3 separate regions of the Mus musculus genome follow, and regions 1 and 2 are each linked to region 3. A link is a contact called in public HiChIP or PLAC-seq and promoter capture Hi-C data. All regions are on one chromosome and are shown on one strand. The core of a region is the stretch at or near the end of the contact, and the rest is flanking DNA. Distances in the headings are between cores, read along the strand shown. Region 1 holds the start of Phlpp2 (PH domain and leucine rich repeat protein phosphatase 2). Region 2 holds the start of Nudt7 (nudix (nucleoside diphosphate linked moiety X)-type motif 7). Region 3 holds the start of Tmem170 (transmembrane protein 170).

What was found. Promoter capture Hi-C pulls out the DNA fragments that hold promoters and counts their contacts. HiChIP or PLAC-seq counts read pairs in DNA pulled down with a chosen protein or histone mark.
Region 1: a contact with region 3 is called in an H3K27ac HiChIP or PLAC-seq map of microglia, with 7 times the contacts expected there. The contact joins the promoter of Phlpp2 here to the promoter of Tmem170 in region 3. A contact is called at or near these places in 1 of 39 promoter capture datasets (pre-B cells) and 1 of 115 datasets of contacts at active chromatin or transcription factors (microglia).
Region 2: a contact with region 3 is called in a promoter capture Hi-C map of pre-B cells, with 5 times the contacts expected there. The contact joins the promoter of Nudt7 here to the promoter of Tmem170 in region 3. A contact is called at or near these places in 1 of 39 promoter capture datasets (pre-B cells), 1 of 484 Hi-C or Micro-C datasets (CD4 T cells) and 1 of 9 other capture datasets (liver).

What each region holds. Positions count from the first base shown.
Region 1 is chr8:109,866,628-109,870,760 of GRCm38.p6, forward strand. Phlpp2 (PH domain and leucine rich repeat protein phosphatase 2) reads left to right here and starts at 1,976. Exons shown (of 19, transcript NM_001122594.2): 1 at 1,976-2,090. The coding sequence starts at 1,992. It overlaps Gm17344 (a long non-coding RNA gene), which reads right to left and starts at 1,903. Exons shown (of 4, transcript XR_003947453.1): 1 at 1,669-1,903.
Region 2 is chr8:114,131,670-114,136,106 of GRCm38.p6, forward strand. Nudt7 (nudix (nucleoside diphosphate linked moiety X)-type motif 7) reads left to right here and starts at 1,905. Exons shown (of 4, transcript NM_024437.4): 1 at 1,905-2,031. The coding sequence starts at 1,997.
Region 3 is chr8:111,875,319-111,879,825 of GRCm38.p6, forward strand. Tmem170 (transmembrane protein 170) reads right to left here and starts at 1,357. Exons shown (of 3, transcript NM_025781.2): 1 at 1,185-1,357. The coding sequence starts at 1,317.

The DNA.
Region 1 (4,133 bases), core at 726-3,225, 2.0 Mb before region 3:
TTTTATCTTTCTTTTTCTTTTTTTAGATTTATATATTGATATATGTCAGTACACTGTAGTTGACTTCAGACACACCAGAAAAGGATGTCAGATCTCATTATGGGTGGTTGTGAGCCACCATGTGGTTGCTGGGATTTGAACTCAGGATCTTCGGAAGAGCAGTCAGTGCTCTTAACTGCTGAGCCATCTAGCCAGCCCGCAAAGTTTTATCTTGACATGTCAATTAGCTCCAAATTGAACAAAACATCTTAAGACAGGGCGGGCCAGGTCTATCTCGAATGCTGTTGCTTTTAAGCCTACAGTTAAAATACTCCAGACAAGTAGTTGCACAGGCCAAACTGAAGCAATGGGTAATAAGTGACCCTTTGCCCGGTTATCTTAGAAGTTGTTTTGCTTTTTAATCCCTTACAAGTTGGCTGAATATTCAACACATACATAAGAGAGGAAGCCCTAAAAATGAAGAGATCTAGAAGGCTTCTTACAAAATGTAGGAGCAGTTTAATGCTAATCACCTTTTGGGAAACCTAGAATTTCAGAATTACAGTGGCTACTATGAATCTTTAATATGAGTTAGGCTCTTTGTTCTGTCCAATCCACCTTGATAATGGCCAGGCAGATGTTAATCTAGTTCATTCACTCCTTAAGAACCAACGCAAGGGTCTAGAGAGATGGCTTAGTGGTTCAGAGCACTGGCTGCTCTTCCAGAGAACCCAGGGTCAACTCCCAGAGTTCACCTGTCAATTTACAACCATCTATAACTCCAGGTCCAGAGGATCCGACACTGTCTTCTGGCCTCTATCATCAGTCATACACGTGTTGTGTTGCATAGACTTAATACCCATAACAACACGGAAGACCCACCTGAAGCTGGGCATAGTGGTGCACATCTGCACTGGGGAGGTGGAGACAGGAGACTCTAAAAGTTCAGGGCCAGCTTTGGCTATATAGTGAGTTCGGGTCTGCCTGGGCTATGTGTAATTTTCTGTCTCAAAAAAAAAAAAAATCCGAAAGAATTAGATCAAGTAATTTGTACATGTATAGAATGTATAGATCTAATAATGAGTATAATTAACGGGGTGTGGTGACCCACGCCTTTAATCCCAGCACTTGGGAGGCAGAGGCAGGCGGATTTCTGAATTCGAGGCCAGCCTGGTCTACAAAGTGAGTTCCCGGACAGCCAAGGCTACATAGAGAAACCCTGTCTCGAAAAACCAAAAGAAAAAAAAAAAAAAAAGAGTACAATTGAGATTTGGAATTGGAATTAGGCAGACTTATAATTTGGCCCACTAACCACAAAACTATCTTTCACTCCAGGAACAAAAAGAGTCAGCTTTTAAAATAGGTGAATTAAGACTTGCAAAATAGAAAGCGGGCTTACACACCATGTTACTGGTTGAGTGGTTGAGGACGAGAAAGGAAATCTGATACTTTGATTACAGGAAAAGGACACTGAACTGTGCCTGGAAAGCTTAGTGTACTTGAGGTGGTTTGATGAAGAAGGTCGCCAGCTATCCCTAAGAGGTGAGTATAAGCAACAGTTCTTTCACCCCCAGTGGGTGCCAGGGGACAAGACACATTTGGGAGCAGGAAGCGTCTTGGATGGAGAATTCCAGCGCCGCCCATGGTGGAGGGTTGTATCTTGTCTATTTTAACAGGTGCAGGCCTTACCTGTCACTTCCTCTGGCCGCTTCTTGGAGGATCCAGAAAGTACCAAATTGCTCTCCCTGCGCCCTGGTCCTAGGAGCTCAGGGTGGAGCGCAGCAGAGGCTTACTCCGCCTGCAGTGGCGCCAGCCTCCCACAATTCTACTCCGGCCTCGCCAGGCTGACGACTACGCAGGTCCAGCGGGTCGGGGAGGGACCGAAGGGGGCGGAGCGTCTTGGTTAGGGGCGGGGTCTAGGCGGAGGGGCGAGGCCTCCCGCTGCTCGCGCGCGCCTCCGAGGCTCGCGCTGTCGCGCCGGGCCGGGCGTCTCTGTAAATCCTTGGCCGCCAATGGGGGAGGTGGAGCCCGTGCCCGCGGGCCCGCTGGAGCCCCCGGAGCCACCTGAAGCGGCGGCGCCTCGCCGGCCCGGAGGGATTCGGGTCCTAAAGGTGAGACGGCAGGGAGAGGGAGGAAGCAAGAGGGCTGTGGCCGCCTTCGCTAAGCTGCCCGAGGCGGCGGGCGCCCCCCGCCCTGCGTCCCTGGGCCGCTTGCACTTGGCCGGGCCGCCGCGGGCCTGCTGTGGGGCCTCCGGGCCGCGCCCCCGCCCTGGCCTCCGCCGCCCTGGTCCCCGGCGCTGTCCATCCCTGACCGCCGCCCGGCAGGCCCACGCCTTCGGGCAGCCGCTGCCCCCACCTTCCTTCCTCCCCGCATCCCCGGGACCTCAGTCTCCTCGCTGGGCCTAGCCCGGGGCCCCGGGACGGATTCCGGGGGGCTCCGAGGGCCGGCCGCGCCTGGCGGGAGTCAGGCGGCGAGTACGCAGGACTCGGCGGACACCTGAAGACATCACCCCAGCTGGAGGATGGCGGCGGCGATTGGCCAGGCGCCGCGGTGTGCGCGGGCTGCGCCGGCGGGAGCGGCCACGCTGCCCTCGGGACTGGCTGCGGGAGTTCCGAACCGGCTCTCGGCTCCAAGACGCAACACCCCGCGCTTCCCGCTCGGGGGACAGTCCCGGAGGATCTGCTGCCTGTGGACCTGCTGGGCGTGTTGCAGGGTTTGGGGGGCGGGGGTGGGAGAGCAGAGCCCGAAGGGGCACTCCTGCTTGGCTGACAATCCGGGGAGAAGGCAGTGGGGGAGCCGTTATGCAACAGGCAGCTAAGCGGGGCTTTTTGGTAGAATCAGGGGAGTAGGAGGATAGGAAAACAGATGCAGGGGAAAGGGGAGTGGAGCCTTGAAGGTGAGTGATGACAAGAAGTTTCTATGCAGGAAGAATGCAGAAGGTGAGCTGAGGTGAGGTCAGCAGAGATGGCTAAAAGGTGGCTAACTGGGTGGAGTTCTCTACTAACCTCTGAAATAGTGCAGAGACATTTTTTTCTGTAGGTTCAGTATATAAACGAACTGGAATAGTGGAATGGAATTCCTCTAGAGTTCTAGAAGAGCAATTGGCAGGATTTAAAACTTGCCAAAGAAGGGGAAGAAAATTAAGATTTAATGTGTTTCGAAACCAGTCTGCCAAACATCGAAGATACTTAATGTTAAAAGCAAACCTTAAGTAATTAAATGAGATTGTTGTTGAGTAATATTTCCTTTTATTAAGATTATTAGTAAAGTAGCACAAAGATGGAAGCAGCAGAAAAATTTATTTGTTGTACTTAGTGAATTCATAAAACCAATACTCAGTAGACTGAAATTTTATTTTCTGGCACCTCCCAGTGTTAATGCATAGTTTACTTTAGACTAACTTCATAACTGTTACCTACACTGTTACCTACACTGGAATTTACTCAAGCATAAATCGAAGTGTAATTACTCAAAGTCTTCCAGATATTTAAAATGATAGCAAATAACGAACTGTAAATTGTGAGTGGATTCAGTACAGGCAAGAGATCTGCAGGACTAACTTATGAGGAAATAGTTTTGAGAGATATCAAATGGCTTTTGGTATGCAGAGGATGGTCAATTTAAAAAAAAAAAAACTTTTCTTGTAACCTTTTTGGGTCATGTTGAAATGGCCAATTGCATGAATGGAGGGTTCCTGAAGCTCTCATTTTGGGATCATTAGAAAGATTCCAGTGATGGGTCGGTCAGTCTTGATTCTTGGTCAGAATTGAGCTCTTGCCATGAAAGTCTTTCTGAAAGGCCTTCCTGGCCTTGCTTTCCTGAATTAGTTAACACTAATCCTCGTAAATAAGTGGGATAGATGGTCATGGAAACAGGCCTTGTGTGTCCCGCAAGCAGAAGTTCTCTGGAGTTGCTGAGTGGTTCGCTCTCTCAATTTTAGCCTATAAAGAGTACAAGAGGTGAGCAGCAGACTTTCTGAACCTTGAAGAATGTCATGTTTGCCCACAGGTTTTTCTCTGGAGATGTTTGTAAAGACTTCTCTAGCCTAGGAGCATGGCTCTGGGTTAGGAGTGCAGGGAGGGTCAGCAGCCCTCCAACATACAAGGCTCTGGTTTTATTCCTCAGCTCAAGCATCAAAATACTTATAAAAAGTT
Region 2 (4,437 bases), core at 655-3,154, 2.3 Mb after region 3:
CACTGCTCAGATAACGCGATAAACCACAGGTGCTGGGTTAGTGATTTCAAAACAGGCTTTCTCTGTATAACATCCTCAGCTGTCTTAGAACTCATTCTGTAAACCAGGCTGGCCTTGAACTTACAGAGATCCACCTGCCTCTGCCTTCCAAGTGCGAGATTAAAGGCCCTCATGTCGCCAGGTTTAGTACTTTTTAAAAGTCTTGGGAATGGGGTTGGAGAGTTCGATCAGCAGTTAAAAGCACAATATATTGTTCTTTCGGAGGACCAGAGTTCAGTTCCCAGAATGCACATCAGGCTGCTTATATGTCTATAATTCTAGCATGCATACAAACAGACATACCTATATACATAAATAAAAATAAATGTAAAATCTCGGGAACTGTGGTACAACTGTTCCCTTAGCTATAATGGGATTCTCATGAGTTCTGAGTACTCTTGTTTTTATGGAATTATTCTTTCATTAAAAAAATAATATAATATACAATGAATTATATTTTTTTACTATACTGATGTAGGGATGAATTCAGTTTTTGACTCATTCTTATATATTACTTAATTTTACATTCAATTTCTTTGAATTTTAAGAGAAGAAAAGAAAAATAAAAAAGAAGTAGAAGACATGAATTGGGGAGGCAGATGTGGTTGGGGGTTCTGGGAGGAAAATGGAGGGGTATGGAAGGTGGGTGTTATTGTAATCACTTACAATAGATACATTGTACTCATGTGTGACATTAGGGAAGGATATATGAATTGTAAAGCCCATCATTAAGTTTGTGTGTCAGACACTATGCCAGTCTTTGGAGAAGCCTGCCTTGCTCCCCTCTCCCCCCCCCCCCCCAGTCTCAGTTCCGGCCAGCCTCCCCGCTCAGCTCACACTCTCTCTCAGCTCTGTGTGAGGTGATGGAGCTCTCCCATTGCTAGGCAGTTCATCCCTGAAAACAGGTGCAGGTGTCAGACAGCAGCATCTACCTACACTGGGGACCTGCCACCCTCCTGGGACTTAGTAGGTGTGTGCTTCTGGGCAGTCTGCATTGCAGCAGGACACTGGAGACATTGATACTGGGGTGGGGGTGGAGGTGTGGAGAGCTACATGTTAGACACTCTCTTTTGGCCAGGAGTGAGGAGCTCGGCCTGGTTTTCCAAGCCCCCAACTCTCCACCCAGCCTCCTTTTCCCCTCCCAGCCTCTGAGCCTACCTACCTGAGTTTCATTCCTGGAACTCACAGGGTGGAAGGAGAGAACTGGCTCCTGAAAGTTGTCCTCTGATCTTCATACATATTCTGTAGCACACACACACACACACACACACACACACACACACACACACACACGCACGCACACACGCGCGCGCACACACACACACACACACACACACACACACACACGCGCGCACACACACACACACACACACACACACACTAGTAAATAAAATGTTTTGTTTTTGGTTTTTGGTTTTCGTTTTTGTTTGGTTTTTCAAGACACGGTGTTTCTCTATGTAACAGTCCTGGCTGTCCCAGAACTCACTTTGTAGACCAGGCTGCCCTGGAACTCAAGAGTAATCTGCCTGCCCCTACCTCCCAAGTGCTGGGATTAAAGGCATGTACCACCATGCCCGGCAAGCGTAATTAATTTTTAATTTTTTAAAATTAAGTACTTTTTACAACTGCTTATTGCAAATTTTCTCACATGCTCCATGGTTTTGAAGAAGCCCACGCTACTAGACAGCAATCTTTTTTTTTTTTTTTTTTTTTTAGTGTATTCAACACTTTAAATCCGGTCAGCACCACCTTCGGACCTAACTCCGCCCCGAACACGCCCTACCTATAGGCCCCGCCCCTAGCACTTCGGGCGTCTTTGAAGGGCCCCGCCCTCAGCCTCTCCTCCCTGAAAAGTCCCCGCCCTCATTCCTAGCTGGGGCTACTAAGCGCATGCGCGTCAGAACTATTTGCTTCCCGAAGTCTCCTGCTGCTAGTAAGAGGAAGTACTGCAGGGCTGATGTCGCGACCTTGTGGACTCCCGGAGCCTGTCAGGTAAAGCTCTCCGGCTCCAAGCACCGGAGCCTGACCAAGCCGGGCTCTGATCATTGCACAGGCCCTATCTATCCACCCTGCAGTTCAGGCTCCTCAGGGCTCCCCTCCAGCCGGAACTTTGCTCTTCTGCTCCTGGGGACAGAGTTGGGGTTTTCACCTAACAAGATTCACACACGCGCAGGCGTGTCCTCATCTCCCAGGGTCACAGCGTTTCCCTTTTGCCAATCCGAGTCACTCTTCAGGAACCCCCACAGCGGAACCTCAGAACCCCAACATGGCCAGACAGTTATGCATCAGCCAAACAGAGTTCAAGTTCCTGGGTGGCTTCTTCCACCCATAACCGAGGTTCTTGCTCAAGGCATTGCTGCTCCCAGCCTGGCCTCAGTACTACAAGGCTGTTCTGAGAACTCAACACAGAATGGGCCAGCCCTGCTCCTATTTTGATGGTATTGTCTCGACACAATTAGACTTTTATTTTCCTGCTGCCTCTGGGCAGTTCTAGGGGTTGTTTAAAAGCCTTCTTCCTCTTTGGCTGGCTAATTGTCTTTTCTGGACAGAGGCCTGTGAGTATCAGCTGTACTGTGTGCCAGCTTTCATTGGCCCTTTCCAGGACATTTGATTGGTTTGCAGCCAGCTCTCTGTCACATGGATGGGATGGGGCTTGTGGGGGGGGGGGGCGGTGTTTGAGAATAAGCAAACCCCTCTAACCAAAGGCTTGTTAAGGATGCGCTAGTGATTAACACTCACAGCTCAGGGCCACCTTGTTCATGAACTGGCCACTTTACCTGCACGGCTACCCTCGAGCAAGTTACAGATGAGGACTTCTCGAGGCTCCAGGAGATGATGGGTAGCCCAGGCTGATCTCAAACTTTCGGTAGTCGTTCTGCCTCAGCTTCTCCAAGCACTAGGAGGTTGCAGGTGTGAGCTAGTTACCGCACCCGGCTCCACCCAGCTTTTGAGATGGAATGAGTTCTGGCTGACCTAAACATCTGGTTTTGCACAGTCATACTGCGGAATAGTGAGAACTAATGTTACACTTTCTACAGCCACTGTGACAAAGTCCTACCAACTGGATGACTTGAGGAATAGCAATTAGCCTCTCTTGGGTCTGAAGGACCCATAATCAGGTCTGAAGTCCATAATCAAGGTATTAGCAGGCACACAATCAGAAGTCTCTGGGGATGTTCCATTGCCCCTTCCAGCTTCTGGTAACTTTCGATCATCCTTGGCTTATAGCAGCAGATTTTGGGTCCCCATTCCCATCTGTCTGTCTGTCTGTCTGTCTCTCTGTGTGTGTGTGTGTGTGTGTGTGTGTGTGTGTGTGTGTGTGTGTGTGTACATCTATGTCTATAGCCTCTTCCTTCAAAGACACCTGTTGTTGGATTGGGAGTTCTCCCTACATTCAGGATGGTGCAATCTCAAGAGCCTTAACTACTTACATCTGCAAAGAACCCATTTCTGAATAACACCACATTCTCAGGCTCTATGTTGACATGAATAAGGTGGTCACTGTCACACACCATGCAAACAAGCAGCATAAAGCATAGAGCTCATCCGAGGGACTCGGAAAGAGCCACATGAAAACAGTCCCATTTGTGGTGCTGAATCTAAACTTTGGCGGTAACTATCAGTGATGGTACAGTCCCTTGAGCTGCCACAGAGGCAACCTTGTCACTTTGGAAGTTGGATCAAGCGCTCACCCTCGGGCCTCACCTCAAAGTCACCGAGTCAGGTTTTGGGGTAAGTGCTGGAGGAGTCTGTTGGGCACCGCCTTGTAGCAGATCCTGTGGCTGTTTGGGTTTGAGAATCACATTTACAAGGTGTCTGGGTTTGTGAATGGTGGAAGGACCAGGCAAGCCTCAGGAGGAGTTTTTGGCACACCTGTCCTGTCTTCCTATAGCAATAGTAATTTCTCCTCCAAAGCACTAGAAACAGAACCAGGGCCTCCCTTACTCAGCAAATGCTTTACTACCGAGCTACATCCCAAAAGCTCCTTTATTTCTTATTTTGGAACATAGTCTTGAATTCAAGGCTGTCCTTGAACTCGCTATGTAAACCAAGGATGCCTTGAACTTGTCATCCTCCTGCCTCAGCCTCTCAAATAGCTGGGACTACAGTGAGGTCCAGTTTATTTACAGATATTAAAGCTTATTGGGGGAATGTTTTACCATACAGACTTGCTGTTTGGTTTGGTTTCTTGCTGTAAGATGACACATGTCATAGACAGGCCCTGAACTCACCTTATTGTTGAGGACAGCCATTAATTCTAGGTTCTCCCACATTTGCTTCTCACATGCAGGCATGGCATACATGCATAACCTGGCTTACACTGGAAGTTTTCATTTAAGTTGCCTTTCAAAGCCAACTCTGTATGCAATGTGGGCTTGGTGTTTTTGCCTCATCTGT
Region 3 (4,507 bases), core at 107-2,606:
ATGTGACCAAGGCTGTAAAACCAGAATAGTCCTGCTTTGCATGAGACATCCATCAACACCAGCCAAATATACAACTGTGGCCCCATAATCTAGCCTACCATCTAGGCCTACCTAACCCCACCTATGATGGTCTCACAAGTGCCTAATGAGCCTCAGCTTTTAAGTAGACATGTGACTTTTACCACCCGAACTAAGCATATGGGTACTTGTTATTCTCTGTTTCGCCTTCTCAGGTTTGGAAATCTCCTTAATAGTTGGGAGAGAAGTAAGAAAATGAGTTAGAACAGACTCACTGAATCCTAGGAAAGAAAGAACCCTTCATCTTTTGGAGAAGGTCGCCAGAATGCTGTGTGTCTGTGTGTTTACTTATTTGTAATCACTTTCAGATTTGTTTGTTTATTTATATATGTATTTATTTGTAATCACTGTCAGGTGGGACACTAGTACTTCTGGAAACAATCTGAACTCCCAGACTCTTTTCTTGTGGGCAGGATCACAAGCTAACATCTTCAGCTGCCACAAAACAAAAAGGCAGCCACCTTGTCAGCTACTACACAGGCAGGTCCCAGGTGTCCACCGAGAGGCGCCTGGCAGTCGCTGCCCAGTAGATGAGACTCACAGGTGTCTGGTCGAAGGTTGCAGTCAGCAATCCCACCCGTCATCCTCTTTTACAACGTCACTGGGTTAGTTTCTCTTTGCGGCAGTGTCCTAATACCCCTACCCCCCCACACCCCACCCCACCCCCGCCTCTGTCGTCTTGCCTTCAAAAACCCAAAGCAATCATGCCCTCCCCTGAGGGCCTTTATTAATAACCTCAGGGGATCATTCTCTTCTCCACAACTTTCTGAATTGTAGCAGTTCTACAATGTAAATGTAACTTTAAAAGCCCTCCTGGCAGAAGGCGGCGAAGCCCGGGTAAGAGCTAAGAGCAATTTAGAAGTTCTGTCTTAAGTTCTTCTAGGTGCGGGTGGGGGAATCCGCAACAGGTCTGAGCAGGCTGGTGGGAAAGTGGGTGTAGGACAGAGTCAGAGGACAGCGTCAGCACACAGGCTCTCAGAGGAAGGATACTAGCAGTCACTAGGACTGGACAGCCGTCGCCCCAAGTGCGATTCCAGGGCTGCCTCGGCCTCGCCCTGGGAGGCAGGCGACAGGTGCGCAGTGCGCAGGCGCGGGGCGGGGCGTACCTGGGAAGGAGCAGAGCGAAGTGGAGTTGGGGCACAGGGTCCCGTTGCCCACCCGCGGCACGAGCTTCAGGCTGAGGATCTGCTGCAGGAGCCCGGCTGAGCCGCCGCCACCGCCGCTCCCCTCGCGCTCCATCCCGCCGCCATCCACCGCCCGCCGCGCCGCGGAGTACCGCACCTCCGCAGCCACGGCGTCACCTTTGGCCGGCCCTCTTCTCCCGCCCACTCCAACGGCGCTGCTAGAGTAATCGTTTCTCCTTCCAATCACAGGGCGCCGCAGATGGAGGGGGCGGGGTAACGGTTGTTCCCGCCCCCTGGCGCTGCGTTCGATTAGAGAAACCCACGGCATGCTGCGCCCCTAGTGGCAAGTTTCTTCTGCTCCATCTGGGTGTGTTGGGCTCTGCCCTCTTTAGTGCCACCTTTAAGTAGGACAAGTCCGGTGAGATTGCTCAGCGGGTAGAGGCGAGGTGTTTGCCTCCAAGCATGAAGGATTTGCCTTCCATCCCTAGGACTCATATGGTGAAAGGTGAGAACCAACTCCCATGGTTGTCTTTTTACCTTCACATACACATAGACTCACATACATTTTAAAATAGTATACAAGGATACATCACCAAAAATAAAAATTAAGTGACCACTAGCCTACTCAAATTTCTCTGTAGGACTGAATATGTATTGACAGAGAACCAGCCTAGCTGCACATCCCTAGATTCCAACCCCAGTTGCTTAGCCTGTCAAAGTCTATAGGTTCGCTGGGCGGTGGTGATACGTGCCTTTAAACTCAGCACTCAAGAGGTAGAGGCAGGCAGCTTTCTGAGTTCGAGGCCAGCCTGCTCTACTGAATAAGCTCCAGGACAGCCAGAGCTACATAGAGAAACTCTGTCAAAACCAAAACCAAAGCAAATACAAGACAAAACAAAAGACTGTAGGTTCAACTTCCGAACAACCAACAAGCAAAAATAAGACTTTTTAAATGGACCAAAACAGAGGCAGGCGGATTTCTGAGTTCGAAGCCAGCCTGGTCTACAAAGTGAGTTCCAGGACAGCCAGGGCTATACAGAGAAACCCTGTCTCGAAAAACCAAAAAGAAAAAAAGGACCAGAAATTCTCTAAGTCACAGAAGTTGAAACTTTTAGGAGCTGTGACCTGAGTTCCATCTCAGGAGCCCACGTGGTAAAAGAGAACCCATAACTGCAAGTTGTCCTTTGACCTGCACAGGTTCCCACACACATATGGCCATGGCTCTCCCTGGTTGTAAACTTGACGACGCCTGGAATGAACTAAAACCGCAATGGCTGGCGAAACCTGTGAGGGATTTAAAGTAGCAATACCTATAATCTGGATCTTTGAGGTGGAAAATCCACCTTTGATCTGAACCACGCCATCTACCGGTTTGAATATGCTTAGCCCATGCGAAGTGTGGCACGTATTAGGAGGTGTGGCCTTGCTAGAGGAAGTGTGCCACTGGGTAGGCAGGCATTGAGGTCTCCTAGTGTTTAAGCTCCACCCCAGTGCGGAGGAGACAGTTTCTCCTGCTGAGATTCTCTCAGCTCCCTCTCCAGCATGCCTGCTGCCCTGCTTCCTGTCATGATGATAATGGACTGAACCTCTGAAACTGTAAGCCAGCCCCAATGAAATGTTTGCCTTTATAAGAGTTGCTTCGGTCATGGTGTCTCCTCACAGTAGTAAAACCCAAACTAAGACACTGGCATTAGAACCTATTTAGAGATTCCAGTGTATACTGAAAGACCAGCGGGGTCATCCAGCCCCATGGACTGAACAACTCCTGGACTCTGGGCCTTCCATTAGTAGACAGCCATTGCTGGATTAGCTGGACCACTTCCTGTAAGCCACTCTATAAATCATATATATACATATATATATATATATGATACATTCAATAAATAATTTAACATATTCATTAATAAATATAAATATTTAAGTTCTCTCCCTCTGCAGAATCCAGACTAATACACATATATAATAAATCAATAACTTTAAAACCTTTTACAGCAACTGTTTTTCAGTATATTTAGACATCTTGTCAGCATTTTAGATTTTGTAGGATTTTTGCTTTTACAGGATAGCATGAACAATGCCAACAGCCCTTTCCCATAAGTGTGCTATATCCATTAATGCCCAGATGTTCACCTCCCTCCCAAAGGAAAGAAGTTAAAGTTGGGTTGGTTATAGCTCTGAGAGACGCCTTGCCTCATATGCCTGCAGCTCTGGGTTTGATCCCCAGCACTTCACAAAGGTCCCTAAGAAGCCTTCCAGGGAGAATCTGTAGATTGCCTATATAGACATGAAAATTTGGTGGTTTGACAGCCAAATGGAAGGACCTAGAAAGCAAAGCATCGATATTTTGTAGGGAAAATGTACTTTGAGACTTTTGAGTATTTGCCTTTTCTGGTCATCCAATCTTCTCATTTCTCCTTTGGAATAAACTCCCACAATTTCTATTACCTTTTTGGTTTGGTTTGTGATGAAGTCTTGCTGCGTTCTCTTGGCTGGCTTGCAACTTTCTGTGCAAATTATGTCTGGCTTCTTTTTTTTTTTTTAAAGATTTATTTATTTATTTATTTATTACATGTAAGTACACTGTAGCTGTCTTCAGACCCTCCAGAAGAGGGAGTCAGATCTCATTACAGATGGTTGTGAGCCACCATGTGGTTGTTGGGATTTGAACTTCGGACCTTCGGAAGAGCAGTCGGGTGCTCTTACCCACTGAGCCATCTCACCAGCCCTATATCTGGCTTCTATTACTTTTTTTTTTTTTTTAATGAAAGAATGAAAGGAAAGGAGTGGCTTCTTGCATGACACATAGGTAAAACTGGAATGATGTGGAGATTCGTACGGCCCCTGCTCAAGAGTGACACACAAATTCATGGAGCCCTTCCATATCTTTATAAGCACAAAAGAAGAGTCTAAGGAACAGAAACTGCTCTGAGAGCATAAGAGTGTAAGGTATGACAGCTCACACCTGTAATCTCAAATCTGGGAAGAGAAAGGAAGATTACTGGTAAGTGCAAAGCCAGCCTGAGCTGTCTCAAGTTGAGGAGGGGGCTGGAGAAGTGGCTTAGTGATTAAGTGTGCTTCCAGCTCCTCCAGAGGACCTGCCAGGAAGCTCACAACAACCCAGAGGACCCGTCACCCTCTCCTGGCCTCTGAGAGCACCTATACATATATGCCTCTCACCTCCCCTACCCCTCACACATATATTTTTTTTTCAAATGCAGCATTAACTATGTTTTTTTGGTTTTTGTTTTTATGGTTTTTCGAGACAGGGTTTCTCTGTAGCCCTGGCTTGTCGCGTCCGCTCTCGA